2 separate regions of the Gasterosteus aculeatus genome follow, and region 2 is linked to region 1. A link is a contact called in public Hi-C data. All regions are on one chromosome and are shown on one strand. Each heading gives the region's core, a stretch centred on a gene start, on an enhancer-like site or on the middle of the called end of the contact. The rest is flanking DNA. Distances are from core to core; before and after follow the strand shown.

The links. A called contact is a pair of places that touch in the nucleus more often than the background predicts.
Region 2: a contact with region 1 is called in a Hi-C map of skeletal muscle, with 9 times the contacts expected there. The contact joins the promoter of pdcd7 here to the promoter of mex3b in region 1. A contact is called at or near these places in 2 of 6 Hi-C or Micro-C datasets (skeletal muscle and tail fin).

What each region holds. Positions count from the first base shown.
Region 1 is chr12:383,323-387,283 of fGasAcu3.hap1.1, forward strand. It overlaps mex3b (mex-3 RNA binding family member B), which reads left to right and starts at 2,113. Exons shown (of 2, transcript XM_040202698.2): 1 at 2,113-2,622; 2 at 3,690-3,961. The coding sequence starts at 2,421. efl1 (elongation factor like GTPase 1) reads left to right here. Exons shown (of 23, transcript XM_040202686.2): 23 at 106-436. The coding sequence ends at 294.
Region 2 is chr12:1,292,789-1,296,749 of fGasAcu3.hap1.1, forward strand. pdcd7 (programmed cell death 7) reads right to left here and starts at 1,742. Exons shown (of 5, transcript XM_040195983.2): 1 at 481-1,742; 2 at 157-295. The coding sequence starts at 1,488. It overlaps spg21 (SPG21 abhydrolase domain containing, maspardin), which reads left to right and starts at 946. Exons shown (of 9, transcript XM_040196016.2): 1 at 946-2,071; 2 at 2,277-2,339. The coding sequence starts at 2,277.

The DNA of each region.
Region 1 (3,961 bases), core at 863-3,362:
TAGTGTGACTTTGTATGACAGCCGTAGGGGGGAGAATAAACTGTCATATGTTGTTAAACACAATACTACCATCATCACTACATTGAATCCGTCTTTGCCCTCCAGGTGATCAGCAGTGACCCGTACTGGGTTCCCACCACAGAAGAAGAATACCTGCACTTTGGGGAAAAAGCTGACTCTGCAAACCAGTCCCTGAAATACATGAACGCTGTCCGTCGCCGCAAAGGCCTTTATGTGGAGGAGAAGATAGTGGAGCATGCAGAGAAGCAGAGAACACTCGGCAAGAACAAGTAGAGAAGAAAACACATGCAGCTCCTCCAGGAACCTGCACAGAACTGTGGCTGCGTACCAAGTGTTATACACAGCTACTCATTTCTATATTTGTGCTTAACAATTTACATCAATAAAATGAGTCATCTTGATTGCTTCATTTCAATGAGCAGTTGTTTGTGGAATGTGGACATTATTTGTCATTGTTTCACTGAATGGCTTTGATCCCCATCATTATGGGACGCATCTACCTGTGAGATACAGGGGGTAGTTAATCCCACCGTATACCTCCACCCTGTGTCTGTCTGGGATTATGAGCAGTAAAACCAAGTGACACAAGGGTGACTGCGTCCCTCCAGTTACCGAGAAGAAACCCATGCGAGTGGGACGGTTGTGTGCGTCGACATTTATTGTCCTTAACAATAGAGAACTACATTGATTCAGAAGGTCAATAGACTCACGCAAAAGACAGTCAAAATAAAGAAACATTTCAAAAAGCAGCAGCACTGGAGAGTCTCTCTCCAAAAGACTGGAGTCGATTTACCATTTCCTATTCGGGATAAGGCTGATTTTCAAAATAAAAGCCCTGTTGCACTCAAGCATCTCCTGTTTCCAATGGAGCAGGACCAACTTCCTCCCGCCTCAACGCTTTGGAATTGATCGATATCCCCTTTGTGCTAAGAAAGAAATCTTATGCAGAGAGACTTTCCCTTGTGGAATAATGCAGTCTGACAAACAACTATGTAGGAATGTACCACCATCACATTAGTTAAGTAACATGCTGCCTACAGTATTTTAATTGGTGACTATTATCTCATATCGACCTTTCAATTTACTGTAAATACTTTTACGGTTTTTTTGAGAATTGAATTTATTTAGTAGTAGACATTTTAATTGCAAAAAGTTTTTTTTTTTATTCAAGAGATGCCTTTTATAAAGCTTTGAACTGGTATGTTTCAGCAGATATCCATATCTAACAGTACATTGAAACTGAAGGACGTAAATGATTCAAACGTATTTTTGTTTAGTTTTGACTTTTGAAGATGATTTTCAACTCACAAAATGTTTGCTTTTATTTTTGCACAATAGACACAGAACAGTCTCCTGGACGAAGGTCCAACCGCCCCGTGACGACTATCTTCAGCCTGACAGAGCTAATGAATGAATGAGTTCTCTCATCTAATGATCTTCAAGCACCGACATTTCCTTTGCATTATGTCATCGATATGGTTTCCTCTGAAGCCTTATCTTGTTTAATGGCATTCCACACTGACTGACATATTCCTGTCGTGAAGCTCTCCTCCTCCATTGGCTTTGCATCAATTGTTTCAGGTTTGTTTGTTCTGACGGTGCTGCTTATTGCCGAGAGAAATTATCCTTCCACATGTTTCTCTGCAACCCCAACAAATGTAATTGGCCTTTTTACAGACGTATTTAATCACCTGCCACTGAGCACAACGTGTTTTGGGGTAATCCATACAATTTGCAGACAAGTTAAACGTGTCTGATTCAACAAAATGCCACTGCCCTGGGAGAACACAGCCTGATGTTAGATGAAACCTATCAATCGATCTGTTGAGATCTATTGATTAGTGCTGTTAATGTCTAATGATGTGACTTGTAGCCGACATTCACTAAAGGCTCTGCAAGTGTCCACAGTAAACGTGAGAACCGGCCGAGCAGTGAGGCACAAACAAGAGGCAACAACAAAGAAACTGGGGTTCTTTTAGGGCGGACCCGCCCACTTGCTGCCGCCCAGCCAATCAGCTCAGGGATATGCAAATGAGCTCACCGCACTGCATTGTCCCTGCCCCGACGACGACGTCATCCGCGCATCTCGCTGTCTGGCTCTGCAAAGGACTCAGACAGAAGCAACAGAGGAGCAGGGAGAAGCCAGCAGGGGGTGGGGGAGGGCTGGGGGGGATTTGGGAGGGAGTGCCCTTTGTCAGGAAGGGAGATTATTACTCTCTGGAATAAACAGATCGGGTTGGGTCGGACCGAGACCACCACTGTCCATTGGAAAACCAAGTGGCTCATGCTTGTTTTATGGCTGCTGCGTCTCTCTTCTTCTGTCCCATTGATCTGCAGAGCGAGTCCGCTCCTCTTCCCTCTCCTCCTCTTCTCCATTCACCCGCCTTCCTTTTGCCAAGATGCCCAGCTCGCTCTTTGCAGACAGCGGCGTCCAAGGAGATGTCCTGCAGACCGCCCTGAACCAGCTCTCCCTCCTCGTCTTGGACAACGACGAGGAGCCCGGTCACGACGGCCAAGAGGTCCGGGGAAGGAGCGTGAACATGACCCAATGCGTCCCGGTTCCCAGCTCCGAGCACGTGGCCGAGATCGTGGGCAGACAGGGTGTGTGTTTCTCCCTTCCTCTCTATGTCTCTGACATGTTTAGCAGTGGAACATCTCAGGTAGGAGCACGTCCTGATGTCTGCTCGTGTGGGACGACAGCATCTTTTTACCAGTCAACCAGACGCAGACGTTGCAGGTTTCACGCTGTTCTTCTAGAATACAGTCCTGTGGGCGCAGCGACACTCAAGCTGACTAAAAAAGTTACAAATTAGGTTACATTTTGTGTGCGCTAAATGGTAACATGGTCATATTGTGTGAGGTGCATTCATAAGTGTGCACGTGAAATGAAGCATAAAGGGACTTTTGGTTTGGGGAAAGTGGACAGTCCTTCCATTCAATGAGAAGACCACGCTGCAGCTCCAGAACCAGAACAAACACCTGCTCTTAGTCCACATGTCCGTCCTGGTTCATCTCTGGTTTGCCCATCAAATCCCTGCTCTATATTATGAGAATCCGCTAAACCAGATGGACATTGGCACATATAGCTGCACAAACTGAGACCAGCGACACGGTGCTTGTGCCATCGCCGCCCTTCATGTGGCATCTCTTCCATCCCTGCAATGCTGCTGCTGCTCCGAGGAAAAGTACAGCAGCACATCGCCCTCCACTGTAAAGCCTTCACAGGGGTCTGTTTAAGTAGAAATGAATAAGTGGATTAACCGTGACAGCTGCCATTATTCAAAACACGGACCCTTTTCTCATTCAACCTACATCAGCATGATATTAACTCATGCAAAATGTATGTCCGACATTTCATTAGAAGGCTGAGTTCACCCTCCTCCTCCTCCCTGGTTACATCACAATGTCCCAGCTGCCTTTGCTCGGCTAATTCTGTAGTTCCCACCGACGGCCTCATCATCATGAAGAAACGCTGTTGAAGGTATTGAAATAGTACTTTATGCAACAAAGCCAGAACAGGACGTCAAGAAGCCGATAAAGTGAGCAGCTGTTGGAGCTGCTGACCATATTTTAGCAAACAATCTTTTATTTTTGTATTATTTTGTTCCTGCTGTGTGTCGTTACCTTGGAACCTGTCCTCACGTCCACCTTTTGTATCCATGCTTCAGGTTGCAAGATCAAAGCGCTGCGGGCAAAGACCAACAGCTACATCAAGACGCCGGTTCGTGGCGAGGAGCCGGTTTTCGTGGTGACGGGCAGGAGGGAGGATGTGGCAATGGCCAGGAGGGAGATCATCTCTGCTGCTGAGCACTTCTCCATGATCCGAGCCTCCAGGAACAAAAATACCAGCATGAACGGGAGCAGCACCCCGGCCGCCGGACCCCCGAACCTGCCCGGAGAGACCACCATCCTGGTGCGGGTGCCTTACCGCGTGGTGGGG
Region 2 (3,961 bases), core at 492-2,991, 910 kb after region 1:
GTCTGCAGAATGAGGGCGTCTGTGTGATGAGGGCAGCAGTGTGAGAGTTAGCGGCACGCTAAAGCTCTCTGTGTGTGCCCATCACACCTCACATGCTTTGTAAAAGAACTGGCGATAAGGAGTCTGGCATCAGCCAGATGGGCTTCTAGCGGTCACCTTTCCTCAATGCGGCCTCTTTCCTTAGTCTGCGCAGTTTCTCCAGAGACCTCAGGATGTCCTGCATCCTCTTCACGTCTGCCTGCTTCTTCCGCACCTCGCAGAGGACAGCGTCTGCAGCCAGCTTCAGCTCCCGCTCCTGCCACACAAGCAGATCAATTATTAAGAAAGCTGTTAGTCATTCTGAATGAGTGAAATGCTTTCACTGTCATATATCTGAATAAAGATCCTATCGCCCGGTCATGATGGGGTTTGGTGTACAGCTCTTCTGCTCCCAAGTGGACAACATGTGTTATATTAGAGTCTTCTGGTGCACGGAGTTACCTTCTTCCTCTCCTCCACTTGTTGGACGCGCTGCATCCTCCACTTGTCTATGGCCGCCTCTTTGTCGTCGATCTGCTCCTCTCGGAGCTTCTCGTCCAGCTGGTGCAGCTTCCGGGCCCTCAGCAGCCGAGCCCTCCTCTTAGCGACGCGGGACAACTTCGCCTTCCAGCTATGGAGACGCTCCCCGAGGCGGAGGCGATCGAGCTCGTCCTGCAGCTCCGTCTTCACTCCCAGTGCCGTTGAATAAGAGTCCGCCCACGCGCACTCGTCCCCCGCGGTGTCCCTCAGCGCTTCGCAGGCCTCCGCCAGCCGGGAGACGAGCCGGGCGGCCCGGTGCAGAGCCGCCCTCGGCCCCGGGGCTCCGCTGTGCTGGGCCCGAGGGGCCCGGGCGGCCCGGTCTCGGCCTTGCAAGAAGCGTCCGATCCACTGCAGGTCCCGCCTCCTCTGTACAGCGGTTTCATCCTCGGGCTGCGTTCTTGTTTCCGGACTCCTGTCGCGGTTCTTCGCCTGCGGAGCGAACCGCGCATTGGCGAGCAGCGCGCCGCGCTCAGAGAAGTCCGTGTATTCGTGGTGTTGGTTGGGACCGGGCTCCGGGTCATAGCGCGCGGTCCCGGGACAGGCTCGGTACTGCTGGTGGAACGGGTCAAAGGTGGAGGCTCCCGCGCCGTCGAATGGGTGAATCGGCGCCCCGGTCGCCGCGTTGGGAAAGTGTGCAGGCGGCGGGCAGCCGAAGGGGGGCGGCGGGACGGAGGGGTCGAATCCATACGGAATCGGTCCTCCGAAACCCCCGCCTCCGTGAGACGGAGTGGGGAAGTCGCATCTAAACCCGTACGGGTGACCGGCATATCCCCGCGGAGAGGTCCAGTGTTGCGCAGCGTAGTCCGGCTGTGCCGCGTCGTGCGCCGCGCCGCTCGGTCGGCTGGCCGCGTACGACGTCTCCAGGTAGCCGCCATCACAGCCGAGAGGCTGCTGCGCCTCCGCCGGTGAGCGCCGGTAAACGTTGTCCATGCTGAGTGCGGCAGCACCGCGGGGACGGTTACAACGCGGACATTAGACGATCACCTCCTTCCTCTTCTTCTCCTGCGGCGCATCACTTCCGGCAGACTGGACCCGCTTTGACTCGTTGGGGCCTCCTACTGGTCCAGAATCGTCATTGCTGTTTTTTTTGCCTTCGGATACCTCCTTCGACTCCCAACGCGTGGTCTTTTGGGGGACACTCCAGCTGTATCATTCGGAGGACACAACTGCAGTGACGCAATCGTTCTGCGAGGGATGCAGCTGCTGGATTGAGACGCGGCCTCTCTCACGTATGTAGGCTTTCGCCTCAGGATCCGCCATAAGACCTCCAGTAGAAACACCTCCAAGAAAACGTGTGTTTGAAGACCCTGAACACGGGCATTTGCCATGTCAAACACGCGCATACATTTTGCATGATGACGTCACAGTGCATCGCGCGCTCGTAGTTACCGGTGGGCGGAGACACGCGCTGTGCGGAAGTGTGCGGAGCTGAAGTCATATGACCAGGCTCGACATGGGATCTAGATATGGATAAAATTCCTCGGAGACGGTGACAACATCCACGGCGAACACGGTAAAGGTGCCCAGACGTCCCGGGGACACAGTAAATCACGTCATATTCGGTCATTGACCGGGAAGCGCTCATGTTGATTCCATCGCGATCAGATGGTCTCGCTGAGCGTTAGCTGCTAGGCTAATGTTACACTTTGCCTCCACTGTGCATTGGATTCACGTTGGACGAGCATGTCCTGAAGGTGTGTCTTTGAATGTGTCCTTAGATGGAGGAGATTAAAGTGTCTCCGGACTACAACTGGTTCAGAAGCACAGTGCCCCTGAAAAGAGTAAGTACCCCCGGATTTGTAATCCAGCCGCCCGGTGCTTCGGGTTGTCTGGCGGCCGTGTTAGCTGGCGACTCTCAGCCGAAAGCGTCTGTTGTTGTCGTAGTTACGACAGCGGTGGGAACCCGATGGAGGGTATTATATCTATCTATATCTATATGTCTTTTTCGAAATGGTACCACTCTGTTTCCAAACGTCGCTTGGTGTTGAAAGAGGAAGTGAGCAAGTTGCTCTTTCTTTGAAATAAAGTTTGGACAAAACCAAAACATATTTGTCTTTGGAGCCTGTTTTGAGTAAACGCGTGTCGCACAGAATAGCTACAATAATATAAGGAAATATGTGGCTAATTGGGATTTAATCAGGTGGTAAAGCAGGGCAGTAGCTCTAGACACAGCGAGCACAGCGTCTCTCCTGGAGGTGTGAGGATGGAACCGTCCACGGTCACGGGTCACTCCAAAGAGCAGCCAGGTCAGCCTGTGACCACCACGACGAAGCCGGGAAATGATCAATTCAACCGACCGGAATGCAGAGATGGACATTGCCTCCAAGCCACAGTGAAATGTTGTTATAGCTAATTTATGAAACAAATTAATACCACAATCAAAGAGCGGAGAGCAGCCAGATGGGCTTGTGAGCACAGAGCGTGTTCTACGGAGCAGTTCAGAGGTCAGCTGCTTTCTCAAATAATACACAACGTGGACCCGATATAATAAGAATGTTCTCACCGTTACCAACACGGATGCAGCTTTTGCTTGACCTTGTGTATCCAGGGGGAACAATAATGCCAAGAAAAGTAAAAATTCAAAACATCTTTATAAAAGATGATCACAAATTGTACAAATCCGCAAAGGCTTTTTTCGTAATTGATCAATTGATATTAAATGAGTTATTAGTTAACAGGGTAGCCTGTTAGACCCTGCCGGTTCACTGTGACAGCTGACATGGGGCGTTACTATGGTTACCAACAGAAACAGGCAAGAGGATGCATTTAACATGAGGACCAGGTAGGACTCACGTTCTCTTCAGTGTTTCCTTTTTGATGATAAGGCTGTGCGTGACGACATTATCCTATCAGGCTGATAATAATGTTGCGTTTCGAGTTGATATTAAAAGTCCAATGAGAGCTTCAAACCTGCCCAATCTGAATTGTTTTTAAAATTGTTGTTCATAAAATCTGTTTGTGTCGAGCATTCATATTAAGAGTAGTACTGATACTTGATGTGATTTAGAGTCGTAGTGGGAGGAATGATGGTGATTCTGGTTGATCACCACAATAAAGCGCAGGCTCTGACAGCTAGGGGGGTTTGGAGAAGGCCTCTTTGTTTCAGAACGAAGGATATGTTTGGGATGCTAGCGCGCGCACACTAGATCTCAAGATCCTGCTGTCATCTGCTTGGGAAAGGAGCAGGTTGAGGTGTGTTTTTCTGTTTTAATCTGTAGAATTCCACTTAGCCATCTGAGAAAAGTGGCAATCTTCCACGCTGAGCTGCTCTGCTTGAGTGTAAATGTTAAACCAGGTTTAAACACAATGGGTCAGCTGATGGCTGCCCTGCTCCTCTGCAATAGCAAGAGTGTTTGTGGAGTAAGTTCATGAAGCTTTATTTATGTAGAGCTCTTTGAACACA